2 separate regions of the Sus scrofa genome follow, and region 2 is linked to region 1. The links are chromatin contacts, called in public HiChIP or PLAC-seq maps. All regions are on one chromosome and are shown on one strand. The core of a region is the stretch at or near the end of the contact, and the rest is flanking DNA. Distances in the headings are between cores, read along the strand shown. Region 1 overlaps ARFGAP3 (ADP-ribosylation factor GTPase-activating protein 3). Region 2 holds the start of A4GALT (lactosylceramide 4-alpha-galactosyltransferase).

The links. HiChIP or PLAC-seq counts read pairs in DNA pulled down with a chosen protein or histone mark.
Region 2: a contact with region 1 is called in an H3K27ac HiChIP or PLAC-seq map of alveolar macrophages. The contact joins the promoter of A4GALT here to the enhancer-like site in region 1. A contact is called at or near these places in 3 of 5 promoter capture datasets (fetal liver, fetal skeletal muscle and liver), 16 of 47 Hi-C or Micro-C datasets (adipose tissue, blood, differentiating spermatogonia and 9 more) and 1 of 2 datasets of contacts at active chromatin or transcription factors (alveolar macrophages).

The regions. Positions count from the first base shown.
Region 1 is chr5:6,020,996-6,027,010 of Sscrofa11.1, forward strand. ARFGAP3 (ADP-ribosylation factor GTPase-activating protein 3) reads left to right here. Exons shown (of 16, transcript XM_003481526.4): 8 at 1,841-1,887; 9 at 2,388-2,530. Among named protein-coding and RNA genes, the nearest start is that of ARFGAP3, 30 kb to the left of the region's middle. Within about 2 kb of position 4,761, at least 17 of the 83 cell types and tissues checked have an H3K27ac peak or open chromatin away from gene starts, as enhancers often do. A contact at or near this core is called in alveolar macrophages, where this site is marked.
Region 2 is chr5:6,081,538-6,087,743 of Sscrofa11.1, forward strand. A4GALT (lactosylceramide 4-alpha-galactosyltransferase) reads left to right here and starts at 2,256. Exons shown (of 3, transcript XM_005663760.3): 1 at 2,256-2,378.

The sequences.
Region 1 (6,015 bases), core at 3,511-6,010:
GAACCCTGCATTCTGACGCGGAGGGTGAGATGAATTGAGAAAAAAGATGAATCCCGGCTTTACATTCTGCCTCGACCTTAGAGAGTGATATGGCATCACGACTGCTCATCTATCACTGAGATTTATCTACAGCAAAAACCGCTGTCCTGCTGCCACCTGTGATGATGCCTGGGACACGCAGCAGCCCGTGTCCCCGGCGAAGGTGGCTCTTGGTGTTCTGCTGGTTTATGTCGCAGCATAAGCAGAGGCCAGGGCAGCCTTGTCATCTCCCGTTACTCGCAAACTCAGCATTTTCCTTTCTTTCTGATCTTATTACGGGTGAACGTCCTCTCTCATTTTTCACTCTCAGGGAATTATAATCCGAAATTAGTGCACCTTACACTGCATTAATTGCAAAACAGCTGCTTTGGTGAAAGATAACTAAACTGTGAGGCACATTCCAGGCAGTTTCATCACGTGTTAATACATGTGGAGGAGGTCGGGAGCAAATTATGTGAGTCCTGCAATACAAATCCGAAAGAACGTGACGAAAAGGCAGATTTTCACGGCCGTCTTTTTTCTCCTCTTGACGTGATGTTACTCTCTCTAGGACTGAAAATGTTCGTCTTTGTTGTTTGTAGTTTTATGCTCTCTTTTCCTATTAAAGTGCAGTCTCATCTTTGCACGAATAAAAGAATACAGTCTTACTGGGTTTCTTAAACATCATTTTAGAAACAGAGTATGTAATCCAAGATTAAAATTTACCCAGAAAATGATTTTTAAGAAAGTACCTAAAAGCATCGTATGTTTTTGCGCAATTTAGAAAGCGATACTATCAACATGAGAATGTCGTGTATTATCCATGGATATGATAAAATCTGTACATAAGTCCAGATGGAAAAGCACATCGCTGCTTTAGTTGTATCCATAAAGCCTGGCTAACTTTGTATTTTAGAATAATTTTGGGAGTTCCCGTCGTGGCTCAATGGTTAACGAATCCGACTAGGAACCATGAGGTTGCAGGTTCGGTCCCTGCCCTTGCTTGGTGGGTTAAGGATCTGGTGTTGCCAAGAGCTGTGGTGTAGGTTGCAGACGCGGCTCGGATCCTGCGTTGCTGTGGCTCTGGCGTAGGTCGGTGGCTACAGCTCCGATTGGACCCCTAGCCTGGGAACCTCCGTATGCCAAGGGAGCGGCCCCCCAAAAGGCAAAAAAGACAAAATAAATAAATAAAATAAAATAATTTTGGAAGTTTTTGAAGAGTAGAGATTAATAGAAGAGTGTGTTCTCACAGACATAAGAAATGCTCCTGAAGGAAGTGATAAATGCATCAAGCTCATTTCTCTTCACATGGCATCCAAAAAAATATGTACTCTCTGAGTTTGGGCTCCATTTTAATGAAGCTCTGTTAATCAAATAAAAAAAAAAAAAAAGCGCTCAGAGTTCCTGTTGTGGCACAGTGGAAACGAATCCGACTAAGAACCACGAGGTCACAGGTTCGATTCCTGGCCTTGTTCAGTGGGTTAAGGATCCGGCGCTGCTATGAGCTGTGGTGTAGGTCACAGATGAGGCTCTGATCTGACATGGTTGTGGCTGTGGCTTAGGCTGGCAGCTGTAGCTCTGATTAAACCCCTAGCCTGGGAACCTCCATATGCCGCAGGTGCAGCCCTAAAAAGCAAAACAAAACAAAACAAAAAAAAACCACTCATATACTTGATTCTTCTTGACAGCAAACTAATGTGGAAAAAGTTATAGCCTCTTAAACAATAATTACAGTATCTTAGAATGTTTTTAAGAAACACTAAAAAATAGAAAAATTATGTATTTCCATTGGTCTGACTTTCCACTTTCTATTTTTTGGCAGAGGTTTCCTCCATCATAAAAAAGAAACCAAATCAGGCCAGACGAGGAGTAAGTATTCTGTGTAAGGTCTCTGGTGGTCCCGCTCTGAGATGGGTTATGCTCTCAAGAAAACCACCGCTGTCATCTCGCTGGTCTTTATCTCGAGCCATATCACAGTAAATGTGGCTTTGGTTAAGTTTATTTTGGCCAGTATGGTGAATGTCAGGCTGCTGAAGATTTTCTAGAACGCGTGTTTAATAACGTTTCTTATTCCAGGGCTGGAGGGTGGTCACGGGGCAGGGGGGCGTTCAGAGGTTGGGATTCCTGGCAGAGCCCCTCTGGAGGCAGGCGCGGCGTCTGAGCCCCACTCGTCACTTGCTGGCCGTGTGGTCTCGGTCGAGTCCCTCACCTGGCAGGAGCCTCAGGTGTGCCCCTGTCACCAGGGCTGGTGACGACCCCCACCTCACCGAGTCGTGAGGTCGGGGTCCTCACCCCCCATGCGTGTTAGCTGTTCGCAGACAGCTCCAGACAGTCAGGGGTAGAATGTAATCTTATGCTGTGTCTTCCAGCTTGGGGCCAAAAAAGGAAGTCTGGGAGCCCAGAAACTGGCGAATACGAGCTTTAATGAAATTGAAAAACAAGCCCAAGCTGTAGATAAGATGAAGGAACAGGAAGACCTTCTGGCCAGGACGGCTTCTAAGGAGGAATCGATGTAAGTGTGATTGTGTCACTCGCGCGTCCTCGTGGCTGAACCTGTCCAAGAAACAGCTCTGAGCCCAGCTTTCCAAGCGCCATTCCTCTTTCCATGTGCGTGCGAGGAGGCTAATGCAGAGTTTAGGTGTGCAAAAACTTAATACCCATCTAGGGCCGTGTAGGTTGGAAGGCGAGAGGGGTGGGGAGGGAGGGCAGCTGCCATTTCCGGTGGCAGTTGTACAGGCAGGCCTGGGAGGGGGGACACGAGAAGGGAGAGACAGAGACGTGTCTGCAGGTACTTATGCAGGAGAGCTGCTCAGCATCTTTTGTCACCAGGGAAAGGCAAGTCCGAGCCACAGCGAGATGCCCCTCACTCACGGGGAGACATACAGTAACTGGTGTGGGTGAGAAAGCAGAGAAGCTGGTGCCCTCGTGCTGCACCGGTGACAGTGTGCCCAGCAGCAGTCCCACTCCGAAGAACATATGCAGAGAAATCAACATACGTGCCCACGCATCCACACCAAAACTTGTACATGTGTTCACAGCAGCCTTAATCCTCATAGCCCCAAAGTAGAAACAACCCATGTGTCCGTCAACTAGTGAATGGACAAACAAAATATGTGTCTTCGTATAATGGAATATTATTTGTCCGTGAAAAGGACGCAGGCACTGATACATGCTACGGCACTGATAAATCTTGAAAAGTTTATGCTAAGAAAGAAGCTGGGAGTTCCCTTGTGGTGCAATAGGTTAAGGATCTGGCTTTGTCACTGTGGCAGCTCAGCTTGCTGCTGTGGTGTGGGTTCAATCCCTGGCCTGGAAATTGCTACATGCTGCAGGTGCAGCCAAAAAAAAAAAAAAAAACCAAAAAGGATAATGAAATTAAAAAAAAAAGAAAGAAGCGGATCCCAAAAGACCCCATACTGTATAATTCCTTAGATATGGCATGTCCAAATTAAGCAAATCCAGCAACAGAAAGCAGGTTGGTGGCTGTCAGGGGCTGGGGACGGGGGCGGGGGGAGGGTAATGAGGCGTCACGAGTAATGGGTTTCACTGGGGAGTGATGAAAAGTTCTGGAATTACTGGAGATGTTCAGCAGACCCCATGAGTATACTAAACACCACCGAATCGTGTACTTCAAAAGGGTCAGTTTTGTGGTATGTGAGTTATATCTCGGTAATGAAAAATGTATTTATCCTGGGAAGCCCCCGTGGCGACTGAATTCCAACTCTTGCACAGAAGGCTGTGGGTCGGGTGATACCTTCAGAGGTTTTGAGCCTGGATCTTGGAGGGTCTCCGAGTCGGACTCGGCACAGAGGAGGCGGAGCAAGAAGAGCCTTCGAGGGAAGCAGAGGGCGCCCGACGTTTGTACGGGGTTCCGCCTGGACTGGAGACTTGAGAATAGTGACGTGGGCCACCCTGGAGTCAGGCCCGTGGGTTTAAGTCACGCGGAGAGGAGAGGAGCGCCGTGGGGGAGGGTGTCCTGGAAAGTGCGTTTGGTAGCTGCGTCCCGGCCAGACGAGGGACGTATCGTAAGTAGATACTTAAGGCTCTTGAGAGGTTTTCATTTGTGTTGACAAGAGAAGGGACATACGGCTGCCTGGAAAGTGCCCATGACTGGGCATAAGAGCCAAGAAAGGAGGGCGACTGGGAGTCTGACTTTGTGTGTGTGTTTATTGTATTTATCTGGTGTTTTCTCTTATCTTCATGTGTATCTGCTTTAGCTTGAGTTCATGACTACAGGCTGCATCATGAAGAAAATAATAGTCCTTGATGAGGTTGTTTTGAGGATTCGTTTAGTTCATGCTCATCAACATGCATTAAGCAGTGCCTGGCGCACAATTGGTGCGCAGTCCGTGTGGCTTCTTACTATTTGTGCTAACAGTTTGCCAAGCAGATTCTGATTCGCCAGATGATATGAAATTGCTTCTTGTTTCTTGTTGTCATTCAACTCACAGGACGTAGGGGGCAGCACTAAACTGAGTTTAGGTTAAATGTGACCGGAATGCGGAGCGGTCACAGAGTTCACCTTGATCTCTGGCTGTGCTAGGTCTTTTGATGCTGGGAAAGGGGATGGTTAAATCTGAGTGTGTCTGAGAACGGGCTCTGCCAGACGGCTCCTGTATGAGGTTTGACCGTGCAGAGCCCCTGCCTGCTCAGAACAAAGATCCAGAAAGCCAGAGCCTCCCTCCCTGAAGCTCAGGTGGATGGGAACTAGTCTGTTCATGTTAGAAACCACACCAGCCGTCGCTTGTGTCTTTCGTCAGGACTGCTCAGTGCAGCATAAAAGCAAAGGTGCAGATCGCGGGGGGTGTTTATGGACTGTGAACCTAAGCCCAATTCGACCCCTTTCGTGGACTGGTTCAGAACAGCTGCACCACCTCCCTAATCGCCGCTCAGATGCATCAGAGCTCAGCATCGCCACCCAGGGCTCTGCCAGCCGTGGGAAAGTGCCCGGGCTTGCTTCTTTCCTCTTGGGCAAGGTCGCTGTTGAAGCGGCTGCGAAGAAAGTTACTTCAGCTTGGTCACCTGTCAGGAGCAGCACTGCTTGCTTCTTCACCTGTCAGGAGCAGCACTGCTTCTTCACCTGTCGGAGCAGCACTGCTTCTGTGTCATCTGGAGGTAAAACTAAACTCTTCGTGCAGCAGCCTTACCCTCACCGGGTGGCAGCTCACGGGTCTGCGCACAGTTGGGCCGGAAGCGTGAGAACAGGCAGAGCTTGACCTGAGCATCCAGCCAGCCCTCCCCTGAGCCTGGTTCTGGGAAGGGCTCCTGCGGGTCTGAGAAGCTCGCAGTTCTGGCATCTTCGTTCTCTTAGTGTGTCTCTTGGTGTTAATTCATGCTTTGGACGAGGGTTAGACCCAGCCGCACGTCAGATGCCCCAAGAAGGAAGATGCTCCCTCTCATGTCTTTCTCACTCCCAGCCCTTCCTCTCCAGAAGACTCTGTTCCCACAGTGACACAGATCTCTAGGTACACAGATCTGATGTTATCCTCCAAAACTATACCTGAAAGAGTGTTGCTTATTTTCTGAGCAATGGAGTGAGTATGTTGCCATTACCCATATTCCAGTAGGAATAACAGTAAAGAAAACAAGCTGCCAGATCAAAGTAGAAATCCTGCATCACCATTAAGGAGGGAAACAGCCAAAGCAAGCGTGTCTTTCCCTAGTAAGAAATTCTGTTGTCCTTCCCTCATGGACCTTAGATAGTGTCGTTCTTACGAGGACGCGTGCCATTTTATGCAGTGGATGATAGCCTAGAAATCCTGATGAGGTAGGATGTCATTTTTCAGGGTCTTGAAATTTTGTTGCTTTCTTACTAATATGATAAATCGCTTGTGTGGTTGCTAATATGGGCCTGGTTTTCTTTATGAAAAATTCAGTGTTTGTAGTGTTTTTAGAAATCTGAGAGTGAGGGCAGTGTTTGGTGCATCCTCCCCGTCCCCCAAGGTGCAGTATTTGTCACAGATATTTGAAAGGCAGATGCTGCGTGGCTGAATGACG
Region 2 (6,206 bases), core at 1,006-3,505, 58 kb after region 1:
TTCTCCCCAGGGCTTTGTGGATGGACCTTCTATACCCTCTCACATTTGTGACAATCTCCCAAGACCAGCTGAGGTCACTGATTTAGAGGTTTGACCTTGGTCCTTGGCTGGGACACGGGGCTTGACTGCCTCTCCTGGGTGACACCTGGCTACTCAACCATTGTGAGTGTTCTCTGTGGATCCTTCTCCTGGACAACTGAGGGTGGGACCCCCACACTTCGTTCCTGAAGGGGCCTCATCCGCCCGGGGTCCTGTGCATCTGCCATGAGTTGGCCCTTCTTCTGGGCAGTGCAGTTCTTGCCTCCCCCCAGGCCTCCAGCCCAGGGCTTGAGTTTATTCTCTGATTACACAGATAAAGCAAATATGTCTCTCTAATTCATTAACACCCATAAAAGAAATCAGACACACAAACCAACACCTCCCAACTTATTAAGCGCAATGAAAATACTGTTATTCATCCTTCAGTATCAAGATTTGGCCACAAGCAGCTCGCTATGACTCTGGCAAGGGACTCCGTCCTCAGTAGGGGATAGGAGGCGGGTGAGAACAGGCCGGTGGCACTGGGGAGGGAAGGATCCGAAAAAGCAAGTGGAGATGATTCTGGGGGAAGGCAGGAGAGGATGGGAGGTAACGGGGTGAACAGAGGGCCTCTGTTTTGCTTTTTGTTTTCTTGTGCATTTTATTAAAATGGGAGAGGCTCCAGCCTGCTTATGGGTGGAGCAGCAAGTGCCGTAGTGAAAGATTGTATCAATTAGGATTCTTCTTTGTACAGGAAAAAAGAATCCAGCTCCTCTGGTTAAACCAAAGTGTACAATGGGAAAGCCGAGGGCCAGTCAGATCAGGCCCAGAGGGCCCGAGGGACCCAGAGGCTCCGGGGCTGTCATGTTCCCCTATGTGTGTCTCAGAGCTTGGCCTGCCTGCCTCTGTTCTGGGAGGCGCCCTTCCTTCACCGGGTGGCGAGGCACCTTAAAGCTCTGGTCTACACACTCCCTACTCCTGGTGCAGAAGAGAACATGCCCAGAGCCCACGCCAAAGAAAAAGGATGCTTTTCTCTCTCCCAGACTTCAAACGGTGTCCCAGGGTGGCCAGGCTCCCCAGGCAGAACTTTGCAGATAAGTAAACTGAGGCAGAGCAGGGCTGGCCTGTGGGCTCTTCCAACCGCATCACCCCCTCCCTGCAACAGCGGGGGTGGGCTTTTCTTCTGAGTTCAATGGGGAGCCACTGAGGGGGGGAGGGCAAAATGACAGATTAGGGGGAAGAGTGGAGACAAGGGCAAGAACCTGATTAGATGGGTTTTCAAGGAAAATGGGAGGCGAGAGACTGTGACAGCTTGGAGAAATGACACTTGGTGGACTTTTGCCGTGAAGGGAATGGGAGGAAATGAGGCAACAGTAGCTGGAGGGGGCAAAGGGGTCCTAAGAGGTTTTTTGATTTCCTCTCTCTCTCTCTCTCTCTGCTTTTAGTTTTAAGATAATAGGAGAAGTAAGAGCATGTGAATTGATGGGATTGATTGGGGAGAGGGGAGAGAGGGCAGAACCACCAGATCAGTGTCTTGGCTTAAAGGGTAAGATCTTGTGGACAAGGGGAGGGGGTTTTCGGGCCAGGAGGGGCAGATCAGCCTGGTCCCCAGAGCAACAGGGAAGTTGGGCGCCATCCCAGGAGGTGGTCGGATGGGGGGGGGAGCTGGTGGAATTTTTATGCTGGTTCATTCATTCAAAGGCTAATAATCTGGGACGTTCTAAGTGGCAGGCTGTTGTCGGGGCTGCGATGGAGTGTGGGCTTTTTCTCAGGGGCCCGAGCACTGGTCATCAGCCCATCAGCCGCGAAAGAGGATGTGAGAGGAGGAAGTGAGCTCAGCACAGCCAGTTTGCAATGGACCAGGCAGAGAGCGAGGGAGGAAAGGACAGAGCAGCGAGGGCTGTGCGGTTGAACACGGGGTGATGCTGCCGAGACGTTCAGCACGGGTCACACGGTGAGGAGCGCAGGAGGGACAGTGGCACCAGTCAGGCCAGAGTTCATACTGCCCCCTCTCCGTTGCATGACGCTGAAGTTACTCAACCGCGCTGAGCCTCGTTTTTCTCATCTGTTAAATGGGGGAAATGGGATAAAAACCCCACAGAGTAAACGGCAGGGGTGCACGGAAAGCGCACCCTACCTGTCGGCCCGCAGGCAGGTGATGGTGCAGCCGGGAGCCTGGCGGACGCGCGGGCTTGGGGAGCGGGGACCCCCCTCAGGGGCGGGGCGGCGCTGACCACGCCCCGGGCCAGGGGGCGGGGCTCCCGCCCGCTGGACTCCCGGCGCTGCCCTTCCAGCCGCCTCGCCGCCCGGCCCGTCAGAGGGCCCGCGTGGTCCGCCTCCCGGAGCCGCGGGAAGCAGAGGTACGAGGGGCCGCGCGCAGGGTCCAGCTGGACGGGCTCTGGAACACGGACCTGGGGGCGCCCCGGGCCCCGGAGGGGAGGAGCGCTGCGAGAAGGAAGGGGAAGGGGAAGGAGCAGAGGCTGCGGAGGGGCGGGAGGGCTGGGCCCCCGCCTGCCCGGGCCACCTGTTTTGGAGGGACGCTGGTGTGCGCACCGACTGGGCGCGCTGGTCCCCCGGCCGCCGCCTCCACCCCGACTGCGCCCGAAGTTGAGCGCGGCGGCTGGACCCGGAGCCCGGCCGGCGCGGGGAGGGCGCGCCCCGCCCGGGAGCCCTCGGGGCAGCCCCTGCAGGGCCGGGCGCCGTGGTGGGAGAGAGGGGCCCTTGCGGGTGGGAAGCCGGGTCCGCGTCGCTCTGTCTGGGGGGCGCGGAATCGCCTCGGGAGGCCTCGCTGCCGGCTGTGCTCGCCCCGGGCCCTGGTGCGGGTGCGGCTGGGGAGAGGAGTAGGGAGCGGCCGGCGGGATCGAGGCTGCCGGCCGGGAGGCGTCCCTCTGGGCCCTTAGGGATGCTGAGGCTGTGGACGGCCGAGAGGAAGGAAGGGCCCTCCACGTGGAGGGATGGCCTGGGTCAGAGCTCGGGAGTGGGAAGGTCGGGCCTGAGCGCTCCCTCTCGGAGGTCCGGTCCGCAGCCCCCCTCTTTCCGGACTGCTTTTCTCCCTCCCTCTTCTCCAGGTTGGGAAGGTTGGGTCCGACTGGGGGCTGCAGTGTGCTTGGGAGAAGTTCTGGCTGGGAGGTCCAGTCTGAGGGTCCACTCCCTTTCGTCCTAGGGGAGACCCTGGCCTCAGTTTCCTCATCTGACACCTGCGAGTGGAAGGTCCCACCTCCTTGCCGGACGCTGCCCACCCTTTACCTCTGAGAGGGTTCAAAGCCACTTCCCCTGCCCACCCCCCTCTCAGGAGGACACCCTTTCTGTCTCCCCCAGATATGGAGTGATTGCTCTGTGAAGGCCCCGGGGGTCTCTGGAAGGCCGCTAGGCCCTCCTTTATCAAACACCCAGGAGCATGGGATGTGCACTCACTCTGGCACCCCCTCCCCGGGCTGCCCAAGGACTCCCCCACTGTTACCTCCTCCCAGAGAAGGGGGAGCCACCCGGCCCAGGGTGACAAGGCAGGGCCCAGGCTGGCCGGACTATCCCCTCCATGCTCACGCCTGCCCCCCACATTCCCACAGCCAGAGCCCCTAGGGGAGTCTCCGCATCAGGCCCAAATAAAGAAAAGAAAATGAGAGTCAGAGACGGAATCCTCTCAGTTGTTCATTTTCCTCCCACATGTGTTTCTGGTGCTTCTAGTGCCTGTCCCCGCTTATCTGCTAGGGCCACTTAATAAGAGGACAAACTCCGAAGTGGAAATTCTTTAAAATACTCATCCGAAGCCAGGTAGCTGCCCAGGCTAGTGGACTTCCTCTGGACGCGTGCAAGGGTCCCAGGTCCACAGTGTGTGCAGGCTTGGCAGAATCTTTCGAGGTGACTTCCTTGAAACATCAGGAAATTGGGACCCACCGCATCACCAGATGAGTCCCAGCCAGCAGCTCCCCAACCCACGTGGCCACGGAGGGCCAGATCTCCAAGGGCTCCAGGGGGCCGGTTCCCCAAGGGTCAGAATTGGGATCAGGGCCAAGTGAGACAAGGTGGCTGCCAGGGACATTTGCAACAGGAAAGGGAGAAGGAGGGGATGAGAAGAAAGGTGTGAAAACAGCCCCCCCCTCACTCCCCCCACCCCACTGCACCTCCTGGTGGGTAGAGGGTGTGGCCTTCGACCTGGCCACCCAAGCTGTGCTGGGCTGTGCCGTCTGGAATGCACCTCCTCCGAGGCGTGCCCTCAACTCCTGTTGATTAACCTGCGTTCCATTGTCTCACCCCGACTGGAAGCTCCTGGAGGGAGGAATCTCGTCTGAAGCCCAGTGCTCAGGCCTTGACTACATTTTGCTTGAATGAATGAACGGAAAGAAGTAGGATGAAAAATTTCTGCAGTCGCATCACTTGGAGATGACGATTGTAAATATTTTTCAGTGCTTACCTATTGTTTCGTCATACTCGTTAATGGATCTCATTTGACGTTTAGGGTCGTTTTTAATATTTGGCTCTTTCAGATAATGTTGCATTGAGTTTATCGATGAATTTACACAGTGCCAGTTTTTTTCTGGAAAGGTAATGAATTACCTGGTAGTTGATGCATGTGAACCTCTAGAGCGGCTACACCTAGAGCCAGCTGGCCTCCAGAGGGACTATACCATTGCCTTCTTCCTTAGGCTGTGAGTGTGCATTTCTTGTTATTTCCTGGAAATGAAATTACTGGGTCAGAGGATGAAGGTCTAACATCTCTGTGTGTTTCCTAACCATTCATTTGAACTCATCGTTGAGATATTTGCCGCTTGTCTCTCTGTGGCCAAGATCTTTGTCCCAGCTTATCATCGGGGTTTGATTTTTGCTGCCGATGCTGGGTGTGTATTTGAGGGGCCCGTTTTGGATTTTTATTTTATTTTGTGCGTGAGCTTGTTGATAAGGGAGATTTGGCTGCAGTTAAACGCTGATGGGAAGGAGCCAGAAGAGGGAGTGGCGGCAGCCCCTAGAGAAGGAGAGGAGAGTGGATAGAATGAGGTCCCCAAGGCTGCAGGAGGTGGGAGGGGTCTGGAACTGACCCCGAGGGACCTTCTGAGCTGGTGACTGGAAGGATGAGAGGGCTGGGAAGGGACCTTAGGAATTGGCTTTGATCTTCCTAGAGAGGGAGGTAGAGGAGCACCAGTGGAGAGAGGGTTCCTGGCCGAGGTTCCCAGCTCCCTGTGCTGTTTGCCAGCCTCATCCCCTTGAGTCCTGCTTCCCTGGGAGGGAGCAGGTGTTACCACCCCGCACTGACAGACTCCAGAGGGAGGGGAGGTGCTTGCTTAGCATCCTTCAGCTGAAGAAAGACGGGAATGGGTTCAGAGAAGGCTCTAGCCGCACGCCCTTGAGATTCCCTCTCTCTCCTCTCGGAGACTCCATCTCTCTAGATAAGGGGAAGTGGTACCCACCTTGCTCCGTCTGGCACTGGGTAAGTGAGTGCCTTTTTCTTTCCTCTGCCTCCATTTGTCTTCCCTCTGGAAGGGCCCCCGTGAGTCCAGGAGCGTCCATCACCTTGGAGTGGAACATGGGACTAGGAGAGCCCCTCCCCTCCCTGGCCAGTGCCCGCACGCCCTCACCCAGCAGGAGCCACCTCCAGCAGGAGCGCACAGCCTCCCGGATGTCACCCCCGTGCAAAGTCTGAGCTTCTGGGCACACACGCACGAGAGGGAAATGGGAAAAGTGGGCCTCACGTTCTGTGACAGGCTTGATTTGAAAGAGCATATGCCATGGTCCCAGGTACAGACATTGTCCCAGAGGCCCCTCCCCATCCCCCTCCCCCTCCAGCCCGCAGCCGTCTGTCACCTTCCTTTGCTTCCTCCCACTGCTCTGCAAGGCACTCCTCTGAGTTGGTGGTGGGCTTCCAGCAGTTGAGCCCCACTGGGTGCCAGACACTTTGCTGCCCTGATCTTTTCAACCCTCTCAGCCATCCTGTGCTGTTGGTTCCATTTCACAGATGAGAAAACTGAGACTCAGGGTCCAGCGCCTCCTCTTGACCCACGTGAGATCTGAGCCCCTGGCTGCTGTGCAATCCCAGGTGAACTTGGCACAGGGCTCCAGGCAGACCCTTTCACCTTTCACCTGGCAGAAGGTGCTTGAACCCAGCTGTGCCTCGATTTCCTCAGCTTTTTTTTCTTTTTTTTGCTTTTTAGGGCCACACCCGTAGGCATATGGGGGTTCCCAGGCCAGGGCTCGAA